Linked DNA regions of Mus musculus: region 2 is linked to region 1. A link is a contact called in public Hi-C data. All regions are on one chromosome and are shown on one strand. Each heading gives the region's core, a stretch centred on a gene start, on an enhancer-like site or on the middle of the called end of the contact. The rest is flanking DNA. Distances are from core to core; before and after follow the strand shown. Region 1 has its middle 220 kb from the start of Gm31610. Region 2 has its middle 18 kb from the start of 7530428D23Rik.

Region 1 (5,089 bases), core at 1,101-3,600:
CTCCAAACTGAAACATCTGCTCTTGGAGGAAAGTTTGTAAAACATTGCAGAAGAGGGCTGGAAAGATTGTTAAAACCAGAGGACCAGGAAGTTGACTTTGAGATTTTTTCTTCTTGAAGTGGTAGAAAAACATCTCTCAGGACACCAAAACAGGATGGCCACTTTAATAAAATCTGAACAAAGCAGCATCAACAGATAAGCTCACAATTCATACTTGATACATCTCAGTTGAAGAGATTTTTGGATTGTAAGTTGATAATGTGATGGGGGGAGAGTTTAGTAGTCCTGAGCACTGTGAGTAGATTTTAGAATTGAGAGTAATTTAATTTGTTGTGGCTAGAAGAGGAATATGAGATGGGCAGACTCTACTATGGACACCAGTGATCCCCTCTTCCTCAAATTCATATCCTTTCAGGATTCCTTTCTTTTGTGTAAACTGAGCCTATTGCCTCACATCTAACAGATAGAATGTGGCAGATGACAGGGTATCTATTACATTTCTCTTCACTATGGCTAAACATCTGACAAGAAGCAAGTAAAGGAAAGTAAATTTTATTCTGGCTCTTGGATTGAGGTTATAGTCCATCATGGTGGAAGGGCAGAGAATTTGGAATAATAGAAAGCTACAGTAGGAACTATGCTACTATGCCTGTCCATATCTGTATGTATCAAGTAGTGGGAAACAATAGAAAGTGGGGCCAAGCTATGAACATCAAGGACTACCCTCTATAGTTCTACTTACTTCAGGTAATCCCCACCATTCTAGGATTTCAATGCTCCAACAATCATCATTATCTGAGGACTAAGTGTTCTAATATGGTAGTTTTGGGGGGACATTCTTCACCTATCCAGTAACAGATGTTAATTTTGATGCCTGATTACATACATGAGCTTTCTGTCTGTGAGGGAAGTTCTTTCTCAGTACCTCTTGAATGATGTACCCTGAGGGAAGTCATCTGCAAAACCATAAGGCAATGTCAGGCCCATGGGAGAAAGCGTGAAATCTGGTTTTCAGAAGCCTGTTAAAAGCTTTGAGAATAAGCAATAGAGCAAGTCCTTCCCGATCCAATGCTTAAAATAACTGCAGTCCAGCCAAACCTTGATTATAGGTCATGAGGGAACAGGATCTCAAACTACTAAGCTAAGCTGATATAGCCAACTTCCGCTGTTTTCAGCCTTTAAAGGATGAGACAATAATTCATGCAGAAAATGATAAAAAATACATTAGTGCCTCAGAGGAAAAACTATACTATAATATTCCAATTGCTATTATGCAATGTTCTGTGAGGAAACACTTCTCATCTGTTGAGTAAGATGACATTTCCAGTGAGTTCATCATTCCCCCAAAGAGCTTTTTCTTCCAGTTTGTTCTCTTCCATCTCCACTTGCTTCCTGGAGCTTTAGCCTTTCTGTTCTTTTAGTTGCAAAGTGAAACTATCTATCACTGTTGAAAAGGCTGAAGCTATTGCTCAGATGGTAGAGCCATTGCCTAATGGTATAGTTGATCTCCATAACTGCACAAACCAGGCACAGTGGTATCCATTTGCCTTTCTAGCTGGGGAAGAGATGTTAAGATCAGGAGTTCAATGTCATCTTTGACTATATAGTGAGTTTGAGGTTGACCTGGGTTACACATGACCCTGTCTCGGAATGATGAAAGAAAGAAAGAAAGAGAGAGAGAGAGAGAGAGAGAGAGAGAGAGAGAGAGAGAAGAAAGAGGAAAAAGAGAGGAGTGCAGAAGGAAGGGTAGCTAAAAGGAGTGTGGTTTTGTCCTTGTATGACCTTAGAATGATTCAAAGTGATGTCTGTAAGGCCCATGCTAGATTGGTGGGTTCTTATATAGTTTTCTATCCTGCTTTACCTTGTGCCAAGTACTGATCACTGTTGTGTGTGATTACCTTAGACCACTGTAATACCAACTTTAAAGGGGCTTTCCCAGTGTTGCACTTAGTAAGTGGAAGGCTGGAATATTTTATTATTGTGGTGGTGAAGATCTAACCTAGTGCCTCTAGCCAAGTGCTCAGTAACCTCCACTATGGATCTGAAATGTGAGCACAGTCCTGACCGTGAGGACCTAAGCCTTCTCTCCTCTAGTCAAGGATCTTCTCCACAGGAATGGGCTGGAGAATCCAGTGGGCTGCTGCCTGTGCCCTTGAAAAGAGGCAGCTGGAACTGACCTTAAATGCCGTTCCAAATGTGGGCGGGCGGTGCTTGAACTAGCTGTTTGCTTTGATTGTCAAGATCAGGAGCACCTGACCATCACAAAGGAAAAATCAGAGGATTGAGACATTTGGCTGAATGGAATGGAAACTCCTGGGTGATGCCTGTATCTAAGACAACCATGTCAAGGACAGAGGCTGGCCATGTGAGAATCCGTCATGTGCTGGAGCACTTAGGGAATGCCTCACAGATCCTGGGTCATCCTGACACCTGTCACTGACTCAGCTATTTTTAGGAGGTGTTAAGAGTTTAAAATGCAGCAAAATCTCAGATTTTAACAAGGGTTTTGGTTCTATTTTAACAATAAGATAGTCTTTTGTTTTTGTTATTGTTTTGAAACAGTCTGTTCTGAAACTCACAGGCCTCATGATTCAGTATCCTAATTGCTGATTGCTGAAATTAGAGGTAAAATTAGCTCAGTGCCACCAGACTGATCTCTAGTCCTCTCCCAAAGCACTTCATTTAACTTCCATCTCTTTTCTTTTTTGGGGCGGTGGGGTGGGGTGGGAGAAGGGTGCAGGGCTTTTATTGATTATAACTCACTACGTAGCTTAGTCTGGCCATGAACTGGTGGCAATCCTCCTGGCTCAGACTCCTGTGTGCTGGGTTTACAGATTTGCCACCATGCCTGGCAAAAACAACTTTTAAAAAGCTAATTGGCACTAGTATGATTTTGAAGTAGGATTTCAGTTTAACATTTTAACAATATTGTTTTTTATCATTTTTTAATTTTACAATTAATTTCTTCAGAATAAATCCTTTATATTTCTTTCTTTTAAAAGTCTGCATAGTTTCTTATCATAACTTTGGAAAACACATTACATAATTATTAAAATAATTTTTCTCATATACAGGCTATACATTCAGTGAAACTGTGATGAGCAAGTTTATCTTCTTTCACTGTCTGGCATCTGAAGGTTCTTTTCACATAATTTCCAGATTTTTTTCTTCCTCTTATTTTTCATTCTTACATCTGAAATGAACACTATATCTAGTAAGATAGCTCAGAAGATAGACCATGTAAGGATGGCTTTGATCTTTAGCATAATAGTATAAGTTTATAATCTCAGCACTGGCAATATAGAGGCAAACAAAAAGCTTTGGTTTTGCTGGCCAACTAGCCTAGTTGACAAGCTACAGGCAACTGAGAGACCATTGAGAGAAGCAGAGACAGAGGTAGAGAGAGAGACAGGGAGACAGAGAGACAGGGAGACAGGGAGACAGAGAGACAGAGAGAGAGGCAGAGGCTGAAACAGAGACAGAGAAGGAGAACAGAGTTTCAGAGACAATACCAGGAGATTTGTTTTGCTGTTCTGCACAAACATGCTTGAGCACTTGCACAAACAGAAACTTTGCACATGCAAGTGTAAGTGTGCACCCCTACCCACCGCTTACATACACAGGAAGGAAAATTAATTGGGAAGAAAATATGAGCAAGCATATTTTGTTTCTTTTCCAATTGCACTCCTCTCAAGTGCCAATTCTCTTCATTCAAGACACAGGGGAACTGCAGCTGTTTGAGAGTGGGCAGAAGCGGGATGGAATTACACGGACACCACCATATGTGTATTGTGTAGAGTCCCTTGATTATTCAAAAAACTTCTTGAAGCTTCCTAGAAAGAATTATTGTTTCAAAGATTTGTGCCACATTTTCATAATAAAATTATTCAGGAAAAATGCTTTTCTGTAAATATTCTCTATATTCTCACAAACTTCTGAGACTTTGGGGTCAAAAATCAGGGCAAAATTTGTGTTAATTACACACCAACACACATGAGAAATGATTTTATTCATCCACGGGACCCTCAGAACTATTGTGATTCTCTCTGGAAAGTTTCTTTAGTGTACCCCTATGATTTTCTCTCAAATCCTCTTCTACAGACCTGAAAACAGTGCGTGGAAAGCCCACATTTGCTATGGGCATTCTGTTACTGTGATAGAGCAGCCACTGAATTAATTCAGTTGGCATTCAGGTAGGCTCTATGCCCTTCAAGACTTATTTTATTTGTGAATGTAACACCATAAGTGACCCAAATCATATACTATAAACGTCTTGGGTGTAAGTAGAATAGTTTCTGAGAAAGCATGACGACCTGAGTTCAATCCAAACTAGTCATGTCAAAACTAGAGAATGGAGTTGAACACTTGTAATCCTAGCACTGGGGAGGCTGAGACAGGAGTCAATTTAGCCAAATTAGTGAGCTACTTTCAGTGAGAGACCCTACTATAAAAAGCAAGATATATAGAGAGACTGAAGAAGACACTGGGAACCAACCTCTGATGTCCATACACATACACATGTACACATGTTCATCTTTAAAAAACACATTAGCATGCACATGTATACACACACACAGACACACACATACAACTTGTGATAGCACATCTGAATAATTTAAATGTTCAATTATTTTCAAAGTGAAAGTTTGCACACTTCCTATTGAGTGAGATGACTTAATCAACAAATTCCTTGAGATTATTTTAATAATTAATCTGAATTATCACGTGGAAATTTTGTTTTACTTTTTACGTGTCTATTTTCTTTGAAGTTCAAGCATACTGCTGGAACACCAATTAGAAGAAAATTGGATGTTATTTAATACAAATTAATATTGTTGAAGTTGTGCAGTTTCAACACTTAGTAGCCTGTGACTGGAGAACTACTATGAATTCTGGGATAGCTTAGACAATTACCTGCCAATCAGAGGCACAGCAAGACTTGGTCTCAAAGAAAAAAAAATCTCCTCATCCACTAACAACAAAAATCTGTATATGGTTTACTCTGATTGGCCATGACAAACAAAAGGCAAAGGTGATTGAAATTCCATCTCTCTGTGATAATGGAACCCAGGCCGACAAATCTCAGTTC
Region 2 (5,089 bases), core at 1,255-3,754, 550 kb before region 1:
CTCCTCTAACACACAGCCAGGTTTTGAAAGCTGATTCGCCCTGTGGTGGTTCGGGTGGGGGTGGAGGAAGATGCCTCCAGCTCCTTTATCGCTAACCTACCTCAGTCTCTGTGAGAGAAGGATACTTTTTTTTTTAACCAAGCATCTTAGCTATGAAATTAAAAATCAAGTAACGAAAAGTTCAGTTTAGCTAAGATTTTCTGGTGGCATGTGATGAGAGACACTTCCTAAAAGCATCAAAGGAGCCTGAGTTATCGAGCTCTGACACTATCAGTTCTTGACAGAGCGGTGTGGCAGTTCTGTGAGGCCTGGAGAGGCCTAGTTTAGTTGATCTATTGAGCTTTGTTTCCTAGCATTTGAAGTCTCACTTCTCTCACATAAATACAGGGTTAAAACAAAAACAAAAACAAAACAAAACAAAAAAACAACAGAGCTGGTGAGCATTTGAAGTCTCACTTCTCTCACATAAATACAGGGTTAAAACAAAAACAAAAACAAAACAAAACAAAAAAACAACAGAGCTGGTGAGATGCCCCATCCCAAATGACGCTTGTCTTAGAAGCCCGTGGATCTGTTTAAATCCCAGAACTCACATAAAAAAATAAATAGAAAACAATAATAAAAAGCATACTCGTGGTCTCTCAGAGGTGGAGACAGATGGATCCTGGTGTTCATTACCAGCCAGTTTAGCTTCCTTCGTAAATTTTAGGCCAGTGAGAGACCCTGTCTCAACATAAATAAATAAAATTAAAATTACAGTAAATGAATAAAATAAGAAACAGTGGACAGCACCTGAGGAATGGTATCTGAGGTTGTCCTTTGGGTTCCATATGCACTGGCAAACACATAACCCCACATGAATGCAAATATGCAAATCAATAGATACCAAATCAAAGGCTGTATGACATTATAGCAGAACATTGAAAACACTCAAGATGCTTCATAATAGGCAATAGTGCTGCTTGTGTTAATTATTTAACTGTAAGTAGCTAGCTCTATGTTGAATTTCTTCCTAAGACTTTAGCCAGCTGTCATGTTTCTGCTGATCATGTGGGTAACCTGACCGTTCTTTCCTTTTTCAGACATCAACCCTACTGAGTTCACAGAGCTGCCTCTATCATCATGGGGAAAGAAAGAAAGAAAGAAAGAAACCCACCACCAACAATAAAAAACCAACTCTTTGATTAACTCAGAAATTCCAAAATTAAACCTAAAATGCTTGTGGGAAAGGCTCTAGATGTGCTTTATATATCACAGTTACAAAGCAGGCATCAGATTGATTGTCTTTGCATGTTGCAATCAAGTTTTGTGGCTACTTCCTGCTTTTTTGGGCAGTGTGGTGAGAGGGATAGGGAAAATGCTTTGGCTTGATTCCTTGCTTACATTGTTGATAACCATCCTGGGTTCTTGGATTCTGGCAGAGCTGCAAATAGCAACAGGGATGGGTCTACTTTTAAACTCCTGCCAGAATTCCTGTGGCCTCAGCTGACACAGAGGAATGCACAGACTCACGCACAATTCTTATGAGACTTCAATTGTTGTAGTTTGCTACAGGAGCCGTCCACATACATCTTTTCAGTAGATCGTAGTCTACTGCTGTGGAGGTTTGGGGGATCAATCTGTGTGTGTCCCCTCATGCTTAGGATGTTTATCTTGTAACTCTGAATTTGGAAGGAAGGAACTATTTTATTCATATGTGTAAATATATAAGTATATGTTAATAAATATATATGTATATGCTTCAAAAACCTACAGACTCACTAGCTGGCTGTGGTCCTCATCCTGGATATCTTCAGTATTTCTGAACAGAGAGAAACCCATTCTTTCTTTGTGAATGTCCCCCACTGCCCCCAGAACCAGATGCTGTTAAAGAACTGACAGAAAGCTAAAACATTCGAAGTCACCTTGGAAATGACCTTGAAAGAGTAGAGGGAAGATAAAAGCAGGGAAGCTGTTGAATGACAAATTTAGCATGCTTCTTCAGCATACACCCTTGACTTTTAAAACTACTTTTGCCGGGCCATCATAATGGGGGAGGGGAGGGTGGGTGTCATGCATCTCAGGTTGTCCTCAAATTTGGTGTGTAATCAAGGATGACTTTGAATTTCTATCCTCCTGTTGCTATCTTCCGAGTGCTGGGTTGCAGGTATATGGCACTAGGCTCACTTTATGTGGTATCGGGGATTGAACCCAGGGCTTCATGTATGCTAGGCAAGAACTTGACTCCTAAAATTTTTAATTATTTCAAACAGATATGCTATCCCATGCTTGAATGGTTCTGATTAGTCCAAAAATATCTTAGCAGACAACCAAAGGACGAGAGGTGGTTTAGTTTTTCACAAAAGTCTCTCCTCTACTAAGGAGGGTATCAGGTTTAAAGAGGAACACCTGTTTTGCCAGAACCTAACTGAAGTCTTCTAGTTGTTCTCACATAAGTCAGTGGACAGCTGTTAGATAAGATATGGCAACAATTTTAGACACTTGAGAACCATGACATTGAGCTAGAGACCTGGAGGTCCTTGGGGCTCTGTTAACCCTCCTTTGGGCCACCTGTCACGGTAGACAACACAGTCATTAAGAAAAAGAGTGTTGCCCCGTTGTTTGAGAATAGACCAGCATGTGTTCGGCATTAGTAATGTTTTTTCCAGCTTAAGTAGCACTTATTCCTGATTACTTTTGGACTGTCCCTGTCCTATTTAGTGATGCCATTATTCCCAAGTCTAAAATCAGAGGTCCTCTTGATCTTTTATTTACAAAGCCTGGCTAATTCCTCTCTGTTATGACTCTTTCTTTTCCTCTCATCTAACGCCATCACTTTAATACAGGCTTCCATGACCTCACCAACATCCTCTTGGGGTAGCTGAGGTGCCACTGGAGCACCGTTCATGCATTCTCTTTTCTAGAACCAGGTTATTCTGTGAATCTTCAGCTGTGCTCCAGTGTCTTATTAGGCTATTCTTCACCCTCTGGTTTTCTGATAAAACTCTGGCTGGATCTGTCCCTCAACTTGTCAAAACATCTCAAGCATTTTTTTTTTCACCACAGAATTGTGGACTCCTTTTCACTTAGGGTTTTGTGGGTGTTCCTGGAATTTCTTTTGCTTACTTTTCCCCAGTCACCACTGTTTACTATTCTAGCAAGCCTCATATCACACACCATTGTTGAAAGGTCTTCTCTGCCTCAAGAGAGATGTGACACCCCCCACCCCCACTTTTATCCTTTAACACTTAGGTCTCTCTTGTCATATTTATTCATGGGCCCACTCATTCCACAAATGAGGTGTACTTATTTGGTTTCCTCTGACCTTCCTCGATATCAGTAATGCATCTTCCTCATATATTTCAAAATGTATCTAATGATAAGTGCTCAAAACATGCTATAAAGGTTCTAAGATTTGAGAGCACTTGATGTTTACGTAGATCCTGAAAAGCTCTCCCCTCAGTCCCAAATCTGAACAACCATAGTGTAGAATAGGGGTTGATCTATTTGATGGAGTTCCTTGTAAACTTAAACAATCGAGGGAATAAATCTAAAAGTGGGTAGCTATCTTCCTTCTGAAATATCTGTGTGGGTTGGGCTCCTCTGTGTCTCCATCCTTAAAGTCTATTTCACCTGCTCTCTGTCTCTTCACAGCCGACCTCCTCATACTGTGATACCCAAGAATCTTGTTGCTCATGATAGAGAATTTTGTTAGAATAGTTCTGGCCTATTTGCTAAGTATATAATTTAGCAAATTCTTCCCATTCAAGTCAACTGAGGACTGAGTTAGGGTTACTGTTTTCTGTAAAGGCACTCATGTCACCTGTTAAGCCTGGTTCTGTCATATCCTATGTATCTAAGAAAATTACCTAAACCTGAACTTCAAGTTTGGAAAATAATGCTGTCTATTTTACACAAGAGAAAAATACCCTGGAATCTCATGGCGCCTGATGAATGTAAGTCTCAGCATGTCATCTTTTAATCACAGTAGGGGAGCAAATGTTAGCAGTGCATGATGCTCTGAGGTCTTTGTCACCGCAAAGGGTAATTGCAGTGATCACTTTGCACACAATCATAGCTGGCTTGCCTTCTGGAATCATTCTTCTACACTGAATAAAGGAGGCAAAGCCAATGCAAGCACTTCAGCCATGGTTTCTCAGAGATGTTTTATTGCTTGAATTAACCACAAGAGCTTTGAAACTGTCTTAAAACATGCAAATAAAATGTGATTCATTAGTCATTAACTAATAAATTCAGTGTGTTCCAGTGCCATCATACCCAGACAAGAAGATCATTGAAATAAACCCAAGTATTTCCCATGAAGATGTTAAAGGATACTCATTTCTTTTCCAGAGAATAAAGAAACACATCTTAATGTAGTAACTAGGAAATACTTGTTTCTAAGCCATTGCAGTTTGTTCTGTTAATCTCTCATATCTCACTGCAGAAGAGCCAAGCTAGCATGGCAATTGGCCACTGCATGAGTTTGGAAACAATGTAACTCTTCCCAGTCTTCCAGAGTTTGCTTTTTGGGCCAGAAGCCCAGTGAATTTGGACACGGCTGTCCCCTGAACTTAAGTTGCCAGTTAACATTTTCATGTCTAGGCTTTTATTTGTCTTCTTTGTTCCAGAAAGTTCTTTGTTTTCTGATTAAATGTTCCACTGTGCGGTACCCACAGATCCCTAACCTATTTCAGTGGCTGAGTTGCCAAGGCTGAGATTTAAAGAGACAGTTACTATTAAAAACAGTTGTGTCTTTACTCTGGATCTAGGTCTGCCCTACATATAATTTCAGTGCATGAAATTTATCCTTGGTTTTATCCTTGGTTCTAAAATTGGGCCTTTTCAGTCTCTTTCCACCTTAGAGGGCTTTCCCCAACTAAATCTCTGCCAAGTTGCTCTGGTGCCTTTTCTAAACTTAGGTAACGAGACCCTAATTCTTATTAAAGTACTGACAGCATAGAAAATTATTTATATCTGAAATTAATATGGCCAAAATTTGGAAATGGTTAAGACCCTAAGGAATGAAATACTAATAGATGACTTGGATGGATCCAGAATTACTGTATAGCAATTTTTACTGGTTTTAATAATAATTTAAAAATGGAGA

Evidence for each region. A called contact is a pair of places that touch in the nucleus more often than the background predicts.
Region 2: a contact with region 1 is called in a Hi-C map of myocytes, with 5 times the contacts expected there. The contact joins two enhancer-like sites. A contact is called at or near these places in 4 of 484 Hi-C or Micro-C datasets (the HL-1 cell line, adipose-derived mesenchymal stem cells, myocytes and 1 more).

What each region holds. Positions count from the first base shown.
Region 1 is chr3:21,269,647-21,274,735 of GRCm38.p6, reverse strand. No RefSeq gene overlaps it. Among named protein-coding and RNA genes, the nearest start is that of Gm31610, 220 kb to the left of the region's middle. Within about 2 kb of position 2,350, at least 10 of the 459 cell types and tissues checked have an H3K27ac peak or open chromatin away from gene starts, as enhancers often do. A contact at or near this core is called in myocytes, where this site is marked.
Region 2 is chr3:21,816,611-21,821,699 of GRCm38.p6, reverse strand. No RefSeq gene overlaps it. Among named protein-coding and RNA genes, the nearest start is that of 7530428D23Rik, 18 kb to the right of the region's middle. Within about 2 kb of position 2,504, at least 28 of the 459 cell types and tissues checked have an H3K27ac peak or open chromatin away from gene starts, as enhancers often do. A contact at or near this core is called in myocytes, where this site is marked.